Linked DNA regions of Sus scrofa: region 1 is linked to region 2. A link is a contact called in public Hi-C data. All regions are on one chromosome and are shown on one strand. Each heading gives the region's core, a stretch centred on a gene start, on an enhancer-like site or on the middle of the called end of the contact. The rest is flanking DNA. Distances are from core to core; before and after follow the strand shown. Region 1 overlaps C7H14orf159 (UPF0317 protein C14orf159 homolog, mitochondrial). Region 2 overlaps NRDE2 (protein NRDE2 homolog).

Region 1 (2,700 bases), core at 28-2,527, 780 kb before region 2:
GACCTGGGTCATGGATGTGAATTGGTTGTCCTTGCACCACCCGCACTGAGCAACTGGCCTGCACCAGCCTTTCCAGCTTGTCCTTGGGAACATGCCTCACTATGACCACCAGGGGGCGGCAAAGGCCAGTGATGTGGCGCAAGGCCCAGCTCTCTGCCGAGAAATCAAGTGAAAACTCTTTTCGTGTTTTTGTTTTTGTTTCTAAAAAACAGAATCGGCCCAGGTCGAAGCCCTGAGCACCAAGAGTTCAAGGCAGCTGAATGAAGACAGAGGTCCAAGTAGCTATTATAAAAATGCAGCTTCTACTTTTAGGTGACAGAGATCAGGATGTTTGCTGGGGATTATTGGTCTAAAACTGAGAATCTTAACTTTGCAGGTGCCTCTGGTCGTCTGGGGCAGCCGTAAACCTGTGTAGAAGTAGTAGTTTTTTGCCTTTTTTTTTTTTTCCTTCGGTCTCACCTGCAGCATATGAAGTTCCTGGGCCAGGGATCGAACCCATGCCACAGCAGTGACCCAAGCTGCTGCAGTGACAATGCCAGAGCCCTAATGTGCTGCACCACAAGGGAACTCCCTAGAAGGAGTATTTTTAACTGCACAAAAGGAAATGCAGAGGATTACAAAAGAAACCAATCATGCTGGAAATGCAGTTATCAAATTATGGGGGGAACATGTTAGGTGATGTTTCTTCATTAACAGCTCAAGGAACAAGATGGCAGGCCCACCGCTGGAATTTTGAAGCGGTGATGGACATATGGGGTAATTTTGAGATTTCAGGAAGGACCGCAGTGTGACATGAAAACATCTGTGCTTTCTTTGGGCAGCCACGAAGTCCCCGGGTCTGCTGACACGTCACAGCTTCTTCCCTGCCTTCATGCCAGAAGGAAATGCTCAATTTCACTGTGAGGCTATGAAAATTCAAATGTAAATTTTTCCCCAGTGGATTCCACGGACCCTCTGAATTTTCTCCACAAACCTCAAGGCGCCTGTGAACCACAAGCGAGGATCTCTAGGAGAATCAGAGGCAGAGGGTCCCAGACCCCACTGGGCCCTGCTCATGCCTCCTGCCTCCGGAGAAGCCACCCAGGACGACCCGTGTGACTGTCACTGGTGGTGTTGTTTTTTCTCCCCTGGACGGTTTCTGGACCCCGTAGCGGGGCTTATGAGACACTGAGGACCTGCCAGGAGGATAATCGGCTGGGACAGTCTTGGCAGCTGCCTGAAGGGCTTGCTGTTAGCACCCTGTCAGCCACAGGATGAAAGCTTGGTGTGCCTGCCAGTTTGTGCCCAAATAACAGCTCTTGGGAAGGGGCACATGCCCTGGAGGCTCCCAGGAGACTGGCAGGGCGCCCCGAGGCTGAGGGCCTCCTCCCGAGGGCCCACCTCACCTCCCCAGGGCCCCCAGCTGAGTCCAAGACACTGCCTGGCCATTTCTCCCAGGACCGGTGGGCAGAGGCACCAGTGTCTGAGAAGAAGCTATCTGGGAACCCTGGGGGGCAGCGAGGTGTGGCCACAGGGCTCTGCAGAGCACTTACTGTGGGCAGTGCCAGGCACCTCTGTGCCATGTATCATATATCCTGTAATTGTCACCCCTCCTCCGCTCTCAGCGTTTATTTTATTTTATTTATTTATTGATTTTGCTTTTTAAAGCCACACCTGCAGCATATGGAGGTTCCCAGGCTGGGGTCAAACTGGAGCTGTAGCCCCCGGCCAACGCCAGAGCCACAGCAACGCCAGATCTGAGCTGCATCTTCGGCCTACACCACAGCTCATGGCAACACCAGATCCTTAACCCACTGAGGGGGCGGGTGCAGGGATTGAACCTGCATACCCTTGGATACTAGTTGGGTTTGTTGCCACTGCGCCACAATGGGAATTTGATAGGCATTTTATAGGTGGGAGCCAGGAGCCCTGGTTTCCAGGCTGCTTCTGGCACTGTGGCAAGTCCCTCTCTCTTTCAAGCCTCATTTCTGCATCTGCACACGATGGGCCGCCAGCCCTCCCGGCTCCTACCTGCCCCAAACAGTGGCGTGTTCCAGGCCAGCCCTGCCCTGCGGTTCTGCCCCGCCCTGCCCCACCTTCCAGAAGGTTCCTCAGACACTACTTCACACACGAAAAGCAGCACACACTGTGGGCAGCCTGTGTCAGAGCAGAGGCAGATCAGGCCCCACTGGCAGGAGCCCAAAGCAAGCAGGACTGCAGAACTGTTCCGGAGCCCTAGACAAAATCACCAATCTGAGTCCCCAAAGAACCCCGGGCCAGGCTGTTGACACTGGCTGACCCTCCACCCGGCCGAGTAAATTCTCAGACTTCCCAGGAGTGTCCCGGCAGGGGTCAGAGAAGGAGGGATCTGGTTCTCTCCTCGCGACAGACAGGCTGTGGCTGGATTAAAACCTCGGAGCCACAGCAGGGAGGCGGCCCCCCAGCGCGCCCGTCCCAGGAGAGGCCGCCACGCTGCACTTGTGACCACAGCCGCCGCCTCCGGCCAAGACATGACCCAGCTTTCCTGACAAGAGACATAACCCAGCAGCTAATGGCCTGGCCGAGGCTCTGCCACAAATCCCCGGGCATGTACCCCACCAGGCACACGCTCCCCGGGAACCTTTTCAAAAATCTCACTGAGATGCCCTAAGTTAAAGGAGCCAGACCGATTCTGCACAGGTCTGGTTTGCACAGCCCAGTGATGGGTCCAAAAGGGCTTGA
Region 2 (2,700 bases), core at 31-2,530:
CATCAGTCCTCTTGAGGCTCGTTCCTTAGAAATGTTACAGCAATTCCACGTAAACTCCGTAAGGAAAGTAGTGAAACGTGGAGAGAGGAAAGGAGGTCCCCCACCTCCTCAGATGTCAAGACCCACTTACGTTCCTTTTTTTCTTACTTAGGGCCCCTGTTTAAATGCCCGTTATGCCCGCCCACTAGGGAAACAGTCATCACGCCTTTAAACCACAGGTCCTGTCTCCTACCTCTGCCTTCTACCCTGGGTCTCAGGTCTCTCCCCCAGTTAACCTTCCCGCCACCTCAAATCCTGGCTGGAGTTGCAAATGAAAGTCCATGTTGTTGCTTTGTCAGCACTGATCCTCACTGGGAAGGGGTTAATCATTTAGATGATGAGTGAAGGTTGCCAATATTTGTGACATGAAGCAACAAAAAACCTTACCATAGAGCTATCCATATAAGAAAACTTTCTTTTCCCTTTTTCTTTTTTTTTGTCTTTTTGCTGTTTCTTTGGGCCACTCCCGCGGCATATGGAGGTTCCCAGGCTAGGGGTCTAATCGGAGCTGTAGCCACCGGCCTACGCCACAGCCACAGCAACGTGGGATCCGAGCTGCGTCTGCAACCTACACCACAGCTCACGGCAACGCCAGATCGTTAACCCACTGAGCAAGGGCAGGGACCGAACCCGCAACCTCATGGTTCCTAGTCGGATTCGTTCACCCCTGTGCCACGACGGGAACTCCTCTTTTCCCTTTTTCCACTCAAGAAAACTCAGTTTCCTCCTTGACAGAGAGGGCCTGGAGGGAGACGGACAGGGTATCTGCCTCTAGGGAGAGCTTTCGAAGGTCTGTCGTGGCAGGCTAAGGTCTCCATCTTGAGGAGTTTTCATGAATTGCCTTAAAGACTATTTTTATCATCATCGTTTTTTAACCTCTTTTTTTCCTAGACAAAATTGGGTTGAAGAAAATTGGATAAGGAATTCCCTTGTGGCCAAGAGGGTTAAAGATCTGGCATTGTTACTGTAACAGCTTGAGTCATTGCTGTGGCTCAGGTTCAGTCCCTGGCCCAGGAGCTTCCACATGTCATGGGTGCAGCCAAAAAAAGAAAAGAAAATTGGATAGTATTGGTATAACTGATTATTAGTATGACAAGCCAGATAACATAGTTATTTTAAGACATGCTTTTCTGTTTTAAGAACACGCTGTGCTACAGAAGTGATTCTTAGCCTCTGTGGAGCATCGGGGGTGTGGTGGGGGCCAGGCTCAGAATCGCCCTCACCCGCATCCCCCTGCTGACGCTCTCTGTCTGTGAGGGGGGCAGTTTCTGATGGAGGGGAGGGCACTGCCAGGACTGACACGTCATCCAGGACTGAGCCGTGCACTCGAGGTTTTTAAATGCTCTCACAGAAGTGCCCATATCTCAACTTCATACATGTTCCCAACCCAGAGGAGGGACTCAGCGCTTGTCGGCACAGAGCTGAACACAAGGCACCCAGTGACTAGGAGGTCTGTAGTTTCAAAGCATTTACATGACAACTTGAAACTTTCATTTAACGACCTTCTGTATCTTTATAACTGGGAGACATTCTTACCCCAGACACAGTAGTATGACATAAAACAGGCAGTCTGGTGTTACTGGTCTGTGTTTCTGTGGAATAAATACATTGGTTATAACCATTTATCACACTGTTCAAAAACCCTTCCTGAGTGTGCCTTCTTCCCTCCCTTTATAAGAGCAGAACTTGTAAAGAGGGGTCGTAGCCCTGCCAGGCGCCTTGCTGAGTGGCCGCCGTGCTCTCGGAGCACAGGGCCCTGCCCTCCGTGGCTCTCCCGTCCTGGACGTGCTGGCTTCCAGGCTTGTGTGCACTCCCCCGGGCTCCTGCCCTTTGGAACCCTTCAAGAGGTTTCTCACAGAAGCTTCCACCGAGCAGGTTATTGGCTCCCTTTCGGTGTCTGTCAGGTGATAACACAGTCACTTTGCAGTTCATTGTCATGCACACATTCTGTTCCATGGGGAATTTCCATCCCCCCCACCACTGCCACCGCCCCACCTGCTCCCACACCCTGCGTAATGGCCAGACACATGAGCGAGGGCCCAGGCTTTAACTCGCGGGCCTTTGTATTCACTGGGTACCCACCGCGTTCAGCCAGCAAACGTTTGCTGAGTTCCTGCTGTGTGTTGGGCACTGTGCCGGATGTTGGGGACATGCTATAAGTGAGATGTGATCATGCCCTCAGGAGCACACTGTCCCGTTGAAACTTTGCTAATACAATATTGTAAGTCAACTAGATGTCAATAAAAAAAAAAGGTTGGGGGGACTTTGAAACTCCTTCCCATCCAGAGATCTTGAAAGCAGCATGACTTCAGGTATTAAAGGGGGCCTGTACCTTCGAGGAGCCGGCCATGCTACAGTCCCTGGTGAGACCGGCCTACCAGGGTCAGAACCGGGAAACTAGTGCTCTCCTGTCAGCTGCAGGTCCCTCTCCACGGGCTGGGCCAGTCTATTTGTAACCTGATCTCAGAAGTGTCTTCCCGTCACCTTGAGCCACATTCTGTTTGTTGGGAGGAGTTGCCAGGTTCAGCCCCCACTCCCGGGAGTGACTGTGTACCACATGAGGCCGGGGTAGGGAATAGGGTCACAGGGGCCCATCTTGGCAGCTGCCTGGTTGGTTTGTTTTGGCACATGTGTCATATATGTACTCCCAAGAATGATGAC

The links. Hi-C and Micro-C count contacts between places; a contact is called where the count stands out from the background.
Region 1: a contact with region 2 is called in a Hi-C map of fetal skeletal muscle, with 3 times the contacts expected there. The contact joins two enhancer-like sites. A contact is called at or near these places in 7 of 47 Hi-C or Micro-C datasets (embryonic fibroblasts, fetal skeletal muscle, heart right ventricle and 4 more) and 1 of 2 datasets of contacts at active chromatin or transcription factors (skeletal muscle).

The regions. Positions count from the first base shown.
Region 1 is chr7:112,838,053-112,840,752 of Sscrofa11.1, reverse strand. C7H14orf159 (UPF0317 protein C14orf159 homolog, mitochondrial) reads right to left here. Exons shown (of 20, transcript XM_021100082.1): 8 at 1,043-1,175; 9 at 4-241. Among named protein-coding and RNA genes, the nearest start is that of GPR68, 65 kb to the left of the region's middle. Within about 2 kb of position 1,277, at least 21 of the 83 cell types and tissues checked have an H3K27ac peak or open chromatin away from gene starts, as enhancers often do. A contact at or near this core is called in skeletal muscle, where this site is marked.
Region 2 is chr7:112,058,236-112,060,935 of Sscrofa11.1, reverse strand. The region is part of intron 7 of NRDE2 (protein NRDE2 homolog); the gene reads left to right. Among named protein-coding and RNA genes, the nearest start is that of NRDE2, 31 kb to the left of the region's middle. Within about 2 kb of position 1,280, at least 9 of the 83 cell types and tissues checked have an H3K27ac peak or open chromatin away from gene starts, as enhancers often do. A contact at or near this core is called in skeletal muscle, where this site is marked.